Regions from separate parts of the Mus musculus genome. Here region 2 is linked to region 1. The links are chromatin contacts, called in public promoter capture Hi-C maps. All regions are on one chromosome and are shown on one strand. Each heading gives the region's core, a stretch centred on a gene start, on an enhancer-like site or on the middle of the called end of the contact. The rest is flanking DNA. Distances are from core to core; before and after follow the strand shown.

Evidence for each region. Promoter capture Hi-C pulls out the DNA fragments that hold promoters and counts their contacts.
Region 2: a contact with region 1 is called in a promoter capture Hi-C map of hippocampal neurons, with 8 times the contacts expected there. The contact joins the promoter of Grid2 here to the promoter of Ccser1 in region 1. A contact is called at or near these places in 2 of 39 promoter capture datasets (cranial neural crest and hippocampal neurons), 1 of 484 Hi-C or Micro-C datasets (cerebellum) and 1 of 115 datasets of contacts at active chromatin or transcription factors (astrocytes).

Annotation. Positions count from the first base shown.
Region 1 is chr6:61,177,561-61,184,493 of GRCm38.p6, reverse strand. It overlaps Ccser1 (coiled-coil serine rich 1), which reads right to left and starts at 4,169. Exons shown (of 11, transcript NM_183310.2): 1 at 3,841-4,169. A730020E08Rik (RIKEN cDNA A730020E08 gene) reads left to right here and starts at 3,684. Exons shown (of 3, transcript NR_040287.1): 1 at 3,684-3,787; 2 at 4,433-4,510.
Region 2 is chr6:63,252,928-63,259,860 of GRCm38.p6, reverse strand. Grid2 (glutamate receptor, ionotropic, delta 2) reads right to left here and starts at 3,855. Exons shown (of 16, transcript NM_008167.3): 1 at 2,917-3,855. The coding sequence starts at 3,004.

The DNA.
Region 1 (6,933 bases), core at 2,920-5,419:
CAGTCACTAAGAAGAAATATTTTTAACATTTTCAATATCATATGGACGATGTTTATAAACACAGATAACCAACATCACTTTTCCTTTTAATGTATTACACAGGCAAACAGTTTTTTAAAAAATAATATTTTGTGGTTTACTGAAGTTGCAGATGGCTGGTTTTATGACTTCATATTGACCTTTATCTTCAAAATAAAGCATGTTTCTCCCATGGATGTTTTCACTTGGCCTCTCCTTGTTCCTCCTGCTTCTTCCCTCAGCCCACATTTCATTATTTATTGTTAACTGACACCCTGCATAGTAAAGATCACATGGCTGATAAAGGCTCATGTCATTTATATAAAGCTAGTAGGTTTTGTCAGTACCCAGTAGGGAAATCACACAGAAGCTGTCAGTCATATAGTAGCCAAGGATACATTATCAAAATGATACACCTGTGACATCCAATCCAAAACCACACTGCAAAGAGATCAGCTGACAGAGAGACGGGCTGATCTATGCCTGGCTGGGCTGGATATCACTCCACTCACGCATGATTATGAAGTCTGATTTAAGAGGCTTTTCCTTGGTGAGGGCATATCCATGCACTGTCAAAACATAGAGAGATGTGAAAATCTTTTAATTCAGCTAATCTGAAAGTAATTCCATTTGGTTATTGAAAGTCACATGTCGTGTTTGTATAATTTCTTTACTGTCACTATAATATACTTCTGTGCTGTCATCTTAAACAGGCAGGCTTCAAGTCAACTCTACTTTTATGCTTGTAAAATGAAAAAATGCATTTTTAACATTCATTGTTTCTATAAAAATTCTCACTCACTTCATATACAGCCATTACATATAGACTGTATCTTCGCAAAAGACTGTCAGGGTTTATTTTGTACCATAAAAATTACTGCACACACACAGACACACACACACACAAGTATAGAATACTGATAGGTCATGCTACTGTTAGTAATACAATTTCCTGCTAAGATATAGCCAAATGATCTTTGAAAGTGTTCCTACTATTCTGAAAACTTCCCCACAGGCTGAAAATCATTGCACTGTATTCATGGCAAGCCATGTAAAGGTGGCCAAAGTGTCATTTCGCTACATGTAAGAACTTGAGATAAAATCTAATCTATCCAACAAATCTACCAAATGAATATGAGTAAATAAATTATTTAGTGGATATGCATATACAGGATAATAAAATGTTATACATTCTATCAATGTTCATCAGCACTGTTGTCCTACACCTTATCTCTTCTTTAGGGAAGAGACCCAAGATGTTAAAGTAAGGAATTAGTTACCACCCTAACATAAAGAGGTGGTGTGCCACAGGCTTTCTGCTGTGCCTTAATGTGATGTGGAGACATGTAAACATCCAGCACCATTTCCCTACAAGTACTTCACTATTGTAGAAGTTAAAAAATAAACTACTTATTATAAAACATACAGATTTAGCCAGTCAAGGTGCAGAAATACTGACCACAAACTCCAAGAAGAGAAGTCATAAAACGTTTTACATCAGAACAGGCCCAACTGGCCCAATATTTAACGATATCTAAATCTATTGCAAAGCAAACTTATCTTCCATGTCATCGTTACTGTTCTCTACGCCAGATTTGCATCTTAGATCTTGTAGGTCTTGTTATCCACAACCTACTAATCTTACGAGCCCTTTAATAAAAGACAAAGTCTCACCTACCTACTGATGTTTTTCAGACAAAATATAGTACTAAATGTTACTGCCACTCTCTGAGCCCCTGGACTCCTCACTAGACCTGTAATCCCATGCTATCATGGGCTGTTAACTCTGTCTTTAAGTATTCACCTCAGATTCCTTCAAACTGCCCATGTGTTCCTGAAGAGTAGAGTATATAGAAAGAAGTCCCTGTGTGTCTCAAAACTGTCTAGACATCCCACTACTCAAGACAGGCCTTTACTATGAGTATTATGATGAACAATAAAGTATGATAGAAAAGCAAATTACTACTGTAAGGTCATAAATGTTTCATTTTCTACTTCTGGAATTTAATGTCAACTAACATAGTACTAGAAAAAACTTTAAAATAAGAAACAATAACCAATTCCAATGACATTAAGAATATTCCATAAATATGACTTCCAGTATCACAGTAATGGAACTATATCTATGTGGTGTGGTCAGAGTCCCACAAGACACTCCAGCATTGCAAATGCACATTGAACTAGCAGTAATTCATAGACAATAGATGGTGATAGATAGATAATATATACATGTATCTATATATGTTCATATATGCATATGTAATCAAACTCTTAACTCTATTCAAATGAACGAACTGGTAGGGAAAGCTCTTTAACCTGGGGCTTACCACACATACATTTTTTTTTAAATCAAAACAGTTCTGGTCAGTCTCTTTAATTAAATGAGGTGAAGACAAATCACTCTAATAATAGGTTGATGCTTTGTGTGTGTGTGTGTGTGTGTGTGTGTGTGTGTGAGTGAGTGAGAGAGAGAGAGAGAGAGAGAGAGAGAGAGAGAGACTACCAAAGGTGCAGTCATATGTAATATGGAATTTCAGTCTGATTTTTAAAACAAAAAAATTATATATGGCAGTCTCAAGGAGAATTCAGCTTAAAATTAATTGAAGCAATGTTCCACTGTCACAGTCCAGTCAGCAGTTATATAGAAACACAGTTTGCTTCTTCAAAGGACATAATAAATTTGCTAAGGTACTCTGGTAGACACTGACCCAACTTACATCTAAGCTTCAAATTATGACCCTGTAATTGGCACTTGTTTAAAGAAAGCACAAAGGGAAACCAAAACAAACTAATTATTCTATAGCCTAGATGAAGAGTACTCTAGGTTGTCCCCAGTAACTAGATTTAAAGAGTCGGTGTCGACATAAACTCACATAGCAACATTCTCCCAGGGGCTTTGAATAACATCTCTTCGTGTAAAATAGGTGAACATTCTTTGAACAGCCCTCATGGGAAGGGAAGAATGGAGGGTGTGTGTTTCATTTCAGAAGAAAAGTGCTCAACTGCAATGGTTTGACCAGTGAAAGCTGCTGAAAGCAAGCAGGTTTTCTGTCCTGTGGTCTTAGTGGGGACCTGAAGAGGTAGCAGGAACAGACAGCTAGGACTCTCAGAAATGGCAGAGCAGGGGTTCATGACCTCCAAGAAGCACTTCTACCTGTACACACCGGAGTCTACTTCAGACTTCCTTCTTTCGTTTTACAGAGCAGGTTCCAGAAGGGGGGAAAAAAAAAGCAGAATTGCAGAATTGCTTCCAGTTCCAAGCAGGAGGGGCTCAGCGTACACAGAAGGGAACCCCACAACTCTGCCATAAATAGCCTTTCTTCTCACTCGGGATACTAGCCCCTTTGCATCAGCAAGGCACAGCCTCCTCTCAGAAGCACCATTCACAAATCCCTCGGTCGCCCCTTCGCGCACGCTCCCTAGGCGCTGGCACCGTGTGCGCGAGTCCCTAAGATTCAAGCCCAAAGGTGAGGGGCCTGACAGCCACCTGCTGTCAGCGCGGGGTTCACTTTCCGGCCGGGTGACCCGGCGCGAGAACACACGCAGGAGCACCCCACGCCCGCATCCCGCGATCCCGGGGTGCGCCACAAAGCAATCCGTCCACTCTACGTGGCGGGCTCCGGAGGCAGGGGCGGTCGGCGTGGAGCTCCCGCCTGCCCCACCGCACCGCCCCCGCCCCCGCTCCGCAACCGGAGCTCGCGCCAACTCTGCGACCGAGACCCCCGGATTGCAGGAGCGGGCCACGCCGCGCAGTGCCCACGCCCGCCAGGCGAGTCCCCCCCAACCCCCCGCTGGGCCGACGGCCGAGCCGGGGAGAGTCACCTGGTCGCGCTCAGTCCAGGCCCCACGCGAGTCCTCTGCACCGCGTCGCTACCTTGGAGCTGCGGGCTGGTCCCGACGCGGCGTCCACTCCGGCTCGGCCGCTGTCTTCAGCACTCCTCCTGCCGCTCCCGCCTGCGCCACCGCGGCTGCTCCGCCAGAGCTTCGCAGTCAGTCATTCTGAGCGAGGATGGGAGCGGGCGGGGCGCGCGGCGGCCGCGGGTGGGCGGCGGTGTGCGCAGCGGGGCCGCGGGGCGGCTGCAGCGAGCGCCTCCCGGGCAGGCCGCGCTCCCGGCGGCAGGAGGCGGCGCCGCGGCCTCGGAGCGGGTGACAGTGTCGGGCCGGGCGGGGGCAGCCCGAGGGCGGCGTCGGCCAACCGCGTCGCTGGCTTCCGCGCACGCAGCCTGGCGCGGCGACACGCGCACACCCGCGGCCGAATCGGGGGAGGGAGCGGAGCCCGCCGAGCGCCAGATCCCCGCGCCCTGCGAGTCGCCAGGGCAGTAAGGGGCACGCGCGGTGGGACGCTGAAGAATGGGACAGCGCTGCGCCTGGGCTCTCTGTGACAGAGATATTGTCTTTCCCTTCCTGGAGATAGGAGTTATTGCAGTATTCTGTCTGGGTCTTTCCGTGTCATCCGCCCCACGATCGTCTTGACAACTCTGTAGCTAACAAGGTAACAAGGACCCGGCCTCCTTCCCTTTAAACAGGTCACGCCTCCCAGTAACCGTTTGTGGCAGTGATTGTAAGAATGGAAACCTTGGGATTGGCTGGGAGTGGACTCCTCTGCCTACTCTTGCGGTCCTCAGTAGCAACCCAGAGTCCGGAACCAGCTTGACACCATTAGACTGGTGACCTCTTGAAGAAAATGTATCTCTTCAGAGATGGAAATATTTCTGATGCTTGGTGCAGTTGTTTACCTAATTCATTTTCCTGTGATCCTGTCTCCCCTTGCACTGCATCATTTCCTTTAAGGTTGTACTGGGACCTGAACAATTTCCCATTCGTCCTCTTCTTCATCCCCATTCCTTCTATTTATGCCTTTAGCAGACAATACAACACATGGAAACCATTTAACTCTCGCAGAAACATTTAACCCATTCTGCTAGAATATAGGACCATTTCGAGGTACATAATATGTTCCTAAGGTCATACATTAGAGTTCTTACTGGCACATTTTAGAAGCTTCTTTCTCAAAGTTTAAGTTCTTCATGCCTGGTGTACTACTTTGTTTGGAAGCAGCCAGCATGCGTGCGAAAGTCTAACAGCCTACGCTCCAAGTACGTGTGCATATTTGTATGCATCTTCTGGTTAATCTGTCTGACTCCTGCGAAGTGGCTGTGGAGGTCGGATGTACAAGAAGTATACCTTTTGAATGAATATGATTATGATTGTTATATGTTCTTCTGTGAGAGTATCTCTGCTATATGTTTTATTATTATTATTTATTATTATATAACAAAGCAAGACACTCAGAAGGGGAGGTGTTTGCAAAGTTGATGCTGCATTTTTCTTCTTGTGTGGGTTATGGCAAGTGCATATTTAGCATTCGTCAACATGCACGTGTGAGGATTTGTGTTTCTTTGATGTCTGTGTTCATATGTGTGGCTGAAAATATGTGCATTTCATACCTCTCTGTGCGTACTCTCTGCCCACCTTGTTGAAACCTGATGCCTTCAGTTCTAGGTACTCAGGCTAGAGCACATAGAAGTTTCAAGGGATTCTCTGTGGTGAAAGGCCCAGGGTTATGTGTGTTATCACACCCATGGGGAGGGGGAGTGTCCTGGAGGTCCCCAGGTCAGTATAGGGTCAGTACAGGTCCTCACCCTTGCGCAACCAGCACCAGCCACTGAGCCATCTTCCCAGCCTCAAGCCTTTTAATTTACCTTTCTCCAGTAAATGTTGCCATACCCAACTCTCCCATGGCTCCTGCAATGAGTCTGTTAAGAGTTGTTCGGACATATCAAGACGCATAAAGAAAGGACACAGCCAGGATGTTCACACTGCTTCCTGTCCTTCCTCAGAGCTTTAGACAATTGTTAATAGGCTGACCTAAAACCCTCTCCAATGCCACGTCTCTTTTCTTTCACGGTGTAAGAGAGCCTTACAACCTGATCACTTTTAGGAATGGGCAAGGACTTTTAAAAAAAAAATCTGAAAATACTCGAAGCCATGGATGGAAAAGTTACGAAAGTTTGCACCACAGTCTTCAGTAGGAGAAATCTGTGGTTACTGCAAAAGGCAATTTTGAAAAGAAGTTATTTCTAAACATTTTCAGCTCATGAGTTACAAGCTGTAAAGAGACATTTTTAAAAGTTCTGTTCATTTTTTGAAGGACAGTGCTTGATGATGCTGGCTAGGTTCTGACCATTTAGTGGACTTGGTACTGTTTATTTCATTATGGTCAGTAGTCATTATTACTCTATAATACATACTTCAAAATTATAGGAGATATTCCAGGGCATTTTGGTAACCACAACTGACAGCAGTTTTCACACTCACAAATTGCATTCCTAATTGGTGAGAACCATGGCAATCTGTCAGTTGTTGTTTTCATTAAGACACAAAAGCTAACATTTCCTTATTTTATGAAATTTTCCCAAATAAAGATTTGAATTCATATGCACTGGACTAAAAAACAAATGGAATATGTGCCCGAAAACAGACTTCTGAAAAGTGGATTCATTTTCATTATTTTTTATTTTTCTTAAAAAAACAAAAAACAAAAAACCCCTCCATGCTAGAAGCCTCGTTTATGAATTCTAATGGACACTTGAGGAAGTTAGTAAATGAATTATTCTCTTTTAAGATTGCTTCATCTTTCAAGTGGAATTTCCCAGTTGCAGTGCGTTCAACGCGATAATTTTTGTTGTGATAGAAAAACAGAAAGTTAATGACTCCTTCCAGTTTGTTCCTTTTCATCTCTTATGTGCGTGCTGCTGTTAGGTTCCCAAGTGTATCTAACTGGCACGTTGAATGAAGATTTGGCATCGCAGCCTTTGATGAAAGCAGAAAAATTAGGTTGCCAGTTACATATGTGCTCCTTATGTGCACTGCATTCCCACCAGTAATGAGCCAAATTAGGCATTCCTAAGTAGC
Region 2 (6,933 bases), core at 2,606-5,105, 2.1 Mb before region 1:
CATGCAGATCGTTAGGAAACTTCTAAGCAATCAAGTAATGTGGGTCTGATGAAATTACTCAATCAATGCACAGGCCCAAAGTAGAAGCATAATTCAAACTTGCATAGTTTTTATATGTCAAAGACCTTTCTTTCACCAGGGCAAGGGAGGTGATTCAACATTAAGTACTATGTATATATGGGTATGTGTATTTAGCATATAAATACATGCAACTAATACATGTCTCTAAAATATGCTTACCAGAAAATTCAAGCAATTATAATGTTATGTATTTTGAGTAGAAAATATATTTTTACCTCAATCATTGTGGTTCAACCATTAAAATGTATGTCATGATGATAATAAACTAATTTATTTGACAAAATATTAAAACTTAATATGCAATTTTCCCTATTAAACTACCTACATGAAGTAAACCAGAGAGACAAGAAATTCATACACATACCATGTTCAATTTCAAAAAACTCCAGTATTTACTAGAACTTACTAGAGCAATGTCTGTCTGACTTTTTACCTTTCCAGTATGCCTGAACAATCTATCACAACCACTTTCAATTCTGCATGTATCTTTATATTTCTTTACATGAAATATGCCTGGCCAGTGGGGTCATTTTCAACCCTTTAGGCTGGAGCTAATGCATTCCCCATGTTCGTATTTCTTACATTTCATCTAAAAAACACCTAAAAAATTCCTTTTCCTCACCAACAAAGTAAGCAAGCTGACCCAGTGCATGCTAACTGCTGGCATACAAGTCTAATACAGATGTACCAGCTTTGAATGTATCATACTTTTGCTAAATATTCAGGAAAGGGGGCATTTAACCTCTGAGGTACACAGAACATAGCCAATTTTCAGTACATTATAAGAGGTATGAAGCTTTTAAAACCCTGTTAGCTTCACTGCAATATTAGGGTAGTCTATAAAAGAAGCCAATTCCCTTGTCTAATGCATTAACTTCATTCAAGCCAAATTAATTGAGAAAGAGGTGTTTCTTTTAGTTGGCTGTACACTGTTGATGCGCACAGCTAGATTTCTGCCTAATTGCTGTACAGTTACTTTTTAAGAATCTAGTTATAAACAAGTAAGCCCTGTCACTTTGAGAGACAACAGTTGGCAATATATGATAGTTATTTTCTATTCTGAACCAGATGCCTGGAGTGCCCTGTAAAATAGTATTCCTCTCGTGAAGAATAAGAAGATTTATACATGTTTGTAAATTATGTACTTAACATGTGGAGCACAGAATAAGCAATAAAACAAACACTTATCTACAAGTACCCCCGTGGGGGGAGTGGCAAACATAAGTGAGAAACCCCCAGTCATCAAATGAATATAAAGAAAGGCATAGCAATCCCACCCCCGGTCCTGCTCTACTCACTTACAACTGGACATAAATTCATGTCATGTCTTTACGAAAAGCATGGTTCATTTCCAAACTCTTATCAGAGCGTTACTGAACCCTTCAATGAGATTTCTTCCTGAAAAGTTCTGAACCTACAGGCACTGTAAGCCCCAGGCAAAACGGGATCCAGAAGGCCAGCTATGTAATGCTTCATTTTCTTAATGCACAAGGGCAAGGCTTTCTGAATTGTGACCTCATTACCCCTTGCACAGAGACATATAGTCCCATTGAAATAAATGATAGAGAATGGCAGACATGTTTACAAAGACAGCCTATAATACCAAAAGAGGGAGCCCCCTGGAGCTGAAGATCTGTCCACCACAGGCACAAACACACCAGACAGAAGCCCCTTGCTTGGAAGTAACTACCACCTGCAGCTGCTTCACCTGCCACGTGTGTGTGTGTGTGTGTGTGTGTGTGTGTGTGTGTGTACGCGCGCGCGCGCGCGCCACGGTAGAAGGGCAAAGAAGCTGTGACCCATCTGTCGCCAGGATTTGCAGAACAGGAAACCATTTGTACTGATAAAACTCCTGTACCCAAAAAAGAAAAAAAAAAAAAATCCTCCAGAGGGGCCTCACTGCAGCCCAGCAAATGAACCTTGCTTGCCCAGGGGGCGAATTGCCGAAAAGGAAATCATCACATTAACGCGGAAAAAAAAAAAAAAAAAAAAAGGCTGCAAAAGCCAGTCTCCACTTAGCTCTCAGGGATTAGCAAGTGAGAAGAGTTGGAGCCCTCGCTGCGGGCACCCTGCATGATAATGACTCGAGCCCCGCCGCTCCAGCCACGTTGCCCGGACGCTCGGCTCGCCAATAGGTGGGGCCAGGAGCCTGGCGACCCGCGGGGCCTCGGGGCGCCCGGACTCAGCTCGCCCGGGAGCAGCTCTGGAGATGGCTGTCAGAGGCCACCGTGTCTGTGCCGGGCACCGGAGCGGCCTGCGCCGGCATTGGCGTCTCCCACGCCCCGGACTGGGAGCGAGTGCCCCGCCATCCTCTCCAGCCTCCGAGTCGCGGGAACCGCAGAGGACGGCGAGCTTGGGAGTCCGCATCGATCGCCGCAGCGGACTCGGCCGCTCAGGATGCAAAACCACCTGTTCGAGCCGCGGGGAGCGCCCCCGGCCCCAGCCCGCATCTCTCCCCCGCGGATGCCACTGCCAGCCTTACCCCCTATGATTTTTTTTTAATGGCTCAAATGTACATCCGGGAAAAATCGAGAAGATAGAGTCAATCAAACTTCCTTCTCCCCACACCCGGAGTCCCCACACTCCCCACACTCCTGCGCGGAGGCAGGCGTGAGCCTCTAGTGCCCGGCCCGCACTCCACACACGGCCTCACTCCGCGCCGCGAGGCTCAGTCACTGCTTAGGGAAAGCTGAGCCCGTGAGAGCGCGGGCACCGAGGGGAGCGAACCTAGGCCACTCTGGCAGCAGCCGGAGGCTCGAGGGGGTGGGGAAGCAGAGATCACAGCCAAGGAAACGTTAGGGAAAGTCGCCACAAGCCACAGAAGCCCTGTCTTACCGATGTGGATGATAGAATCAGCGGTCGCCAGGTCCCAGGTTCGAGACCAACAGAAGGACAGAAACAAGAGCAAGGGGAAAACTTCCATCCTCCGATGCCGATCCTCCTTGACCACGACTTTGCTTCCAAGACGTAGATATTCTCTTAAGCGGTCCACAGAGTTTGAGGTCAGGATAGAGTTGAGTGCAGCTTTCCCCCTAATTTCCAAATCCCTCTTTACAGCACAATCTTTTCTGGTCACAGAAGAGGCACGGGCGACCCGAGAGCTAGCACAGCCAGAGGCAGCCTCCTCCCAAGCCCTGTCACTCGGAGGGGAATTTTGGCATTGCCAGAGTTGTTTGCAGTTGGGCTTTTTAAAAAATGTATCCAGCCTTGGCTGCTCTCGGACGGGGGGCGAGGCTGGCGCTCAGACGGTGGCCGTGGCCGCACGGGGGCCGCGGTGGCGGGTCCCAGCTCCGCCGCAACTTGGGCACCCCCGCGCCGGATGTGCCCGCGCCCTCCCCCGCCGCCGAGCCCCTCCACCCGGGGCCGTGCGCGGTCGTGGCGCCTCGCGGCCAGCTCTCAGTGCCACCAGCGAGGATGAAGATGCGATCGGAGTCGCCAGATTCCAGCGGGGAGGGGGAGGTCCGCTTCGGGAGGGGTGGCAAAAGTGAACTTGAAGGTAATGCAGCTAGTAATGCAGAGAATACTCCCCTTCGGCGCGAGACGGGCCCCGGAGCTGGCGCGGCGGGCGCGGTGGCGGGGGAGTCCGGCGGGAGCGAGCAGCGGGCCAGGCCGGCGCGCGGAGCCGCGGCTGCAGGATGCTCCCGAGCCGCTCGCCTGGCGGGATGCGGGAAGCCAACAGCAGCCTGGCAAGCTCCGCTGCAGCCCCACGTTGCCTAGAAATGGATCACCTAGGAGAAGCGAGTCCGCAAGAGAGCGGTGCTGTCAGGCGGAGAGGGGAACCGAGAGAGGAAGAGCTTCTAATAACCACCTCCTCCCCCTATCTGCAATACAAGGGAGAAACAAAACCGCGCTCTCAATTCCCTGGGAATCTTCACCCGGACTGAGAAAGGCAGGACTCAAAGAGAAGGCAGTGAAGTCCCCCACCTGCCTTGACGGTTTTTTTTTTTTTTTTGGATGTTTTTGTTTTTCCCCGTAGGTTATAAAAACAACCTAAAAAGCCACCCCACTTATTTAACCTTGCTATCCCCCAACAGGTACCGGACTTTTTTCTAGGCGTCGTCTGGAATTAGTCACATTGGCTAAGAACAAATTAGGGACACCTAGTCACTTAGGGAAAAGAAGACCTAGAAAGCTTTTAATGAGATTTCAATTATAAAGTTATAAAAAGCGGAGAACGTGCTAATTACCTTTAAACAGTGGGTTGCTCCCCCCCCCCCCCTTTCGGTCTCTGGTGTTTTTAAGGCAATCAAAATGCAGAAAGAATTTTGATATACTGTTAGAAAACAGACAGTCTTGACATTCAAATATATATCTAAAAATGTTAAGGACAATAAAACAAAACAAACAAAACAGCCTCAGTCGTCAAAATCCTGCATTAAGTTAATCACCTGTGCAGTTAAGTAGCCACAGGGAAGCTACTTGCTGTTCTTGGGGAGCCTGCAGATGCACTGTAAGGTAAGGTCCCGGCCTTAAAAGAAGGGATTTTGTGCAAGCTTTACCCCTGCTCTTGGTGACTTCTAATGACTAGTTTATATCCTTCCATCTTATTGCAGAAGGGGGTTCTGTTAACTCAATCAAGTGTGTAACTGAGGTCAGCTATTAACAGCTCTGATACTGTTTCAATTACAAACGTAGTCCACTGGCTGGGAAACTTGTTACCTGGGGGATGGATATCAGAACCCAAGTTCATTGTGAATCTGGCTAAGATCTTTTGTTCCTGTTTCCTCACTGACCCCTTTTCTACTATCTTGATGATTTGACTTAGTTGCCTATTCTCGCGTCTGAAATATCCTAACTTTCCTTCATTTTGTAAATTCCATCCCTGGACGTTCGAGAAAATGTTTTGTTCTTTTGCTGCTCACATCAACAGTATCTCATGGATTACAATAAAGTCATTCAAGTCCCTCAGCACCTCAAGAGCAGAAACCTGTCACTCATGAAACACTGCCCGACCCTTGAGTATGAAATAATCCCACCCATCTCCTAGGCTCTCAATGCAGTCTTCCATGGAGTCTAAAAGAAACACTACTTTAAAATGAGCTCACCAATGTCTTCACTGATGGTTGGGACTTATACACATGTTTTGGATAACATTGATTTGCACAGAGCCCCAGTTGTTGAATTTCAATTCTTCTGAATCTAGAACAAACCAGTACTTCCAGGAAGCCATCACTGACTGCACTTCCCAATCACTTTTCATCATCTGTTCATTTCCCCACCATGAATTCAATACGGATGATCTTCATGTTATTATTGATGTCATCTACTATTCAGAGTATTTTGATGCACTTCCATAAATGTTGATACAGATGATGAATTTTTAAAAACGGGTGTATGTCCACACAGGACTATGGTTCATTTTAAAAGCTAGTGACTCACTGTGTGTTCTATCAGGAGAAATTGGGAAGTCATCATTTAAGATGGACACAGCAATATCATATCTTAGAAGAAGATTGATAGCTGAAACCTTCGAACAAAATTGTGTCATCCCATCCTAACCTTATTCAGTGCTGTTCTTAGAGATAACTAGTAACTAAATATATTTGTGGTCATATAATCTACTAGAAACTTCTTTTAATGTACCGTAAACAAAATATTGCATTTGTTCCAAAATCCTCCATTTAGTAGTTTCCTATCATAAACACACTATAGAATAATCAGGTGCCTTTATGTACCTTCTGTTTCTGTGACAAAACATTGACTAAACCAAACCAACTTGAACAGAAAAAGCAGGTTTATTTGGCTTATAATTCCATGTCTTTAACTCTCTGTCATTGAGGAAAGCCAGGACAGTAAGTCAATCAACAACCTGGAGGCAATAGAATAATGCTGCTTACTGGCTTCCTACTCACAGATTTCTGGGTCTGCTCTCTTAATCAACCCAGAGCTACCCACTTGCCTAAAGTGGCAAGCTAGACAGAGGGTTGAACCCTTACATGTCAGCTATAAATTAAGAAAATGCTATATTGGCATGCTCAACAGACCAATCTGGAGGCACTTTCTCAATTGAGATTCTCTCTTCCCAGGTGACTCTAGTTTGTGTCAAAGAAACAAGAACTAAACAAGAACACCTGTGCTTCTTTGCAAAGGGCTTGTGTAAGTATAATTAAGTCAAAAACTCCAAAGCTTAGCATTTATAACCAACCCACTTCTGTAAGTGCCCCTAAGAGGTAGTCATAGTTCAGAACCACTATTCTAATACTTGGGCATCTAAAGAAATTTGGGTGACACATCCTGAAACACGCCAAGATATAATGATCAACCCCTGTCAATTAAAACAGGTACTCAAACATGGGTTGAAGCTTTCCAAGCAAGAAAAGCAAGAAACGTAGTAACACCATCAGCCTACTGGTTTCAATTTAGGAACAGCAGCCTTTTCTGTGTCCAAGTAATTCCTATGCACACTGAGCCCTAATTAATTGGCTTTGTATTAATATCAATTCATACACTATAATATGAATGTACAGCTATTTTTTAGAAAACTGGATATGATAGTTACCTAGAAATAAAGATTTACCATGTACAAAATGGATGTTGAATACCAAGTGTAAAAATCGCATATTTACTGACTATTAATTAATTATTGATCTACAGTGAATTAAACTTTGTATACATTAGATACATGCTAATAAATGTCTCAACCACACAGCTATGTCTTTAGCTTATTCTTTTTCTTATTCTTTGTTTTGAGATATTGTCAAAAATGTGTCTAGATTGGTTTTGAACCTATGTTCCTTCAGTCACAGCCACCTAAGTAGCTAGTATTCCAGAACTATACAAGCAAGCTAAACTTGGTCATGTTTTTTAAGTAGACTGTGCCCTCCCTGTTACTTAGCTTCTTTGGGTCTGTGG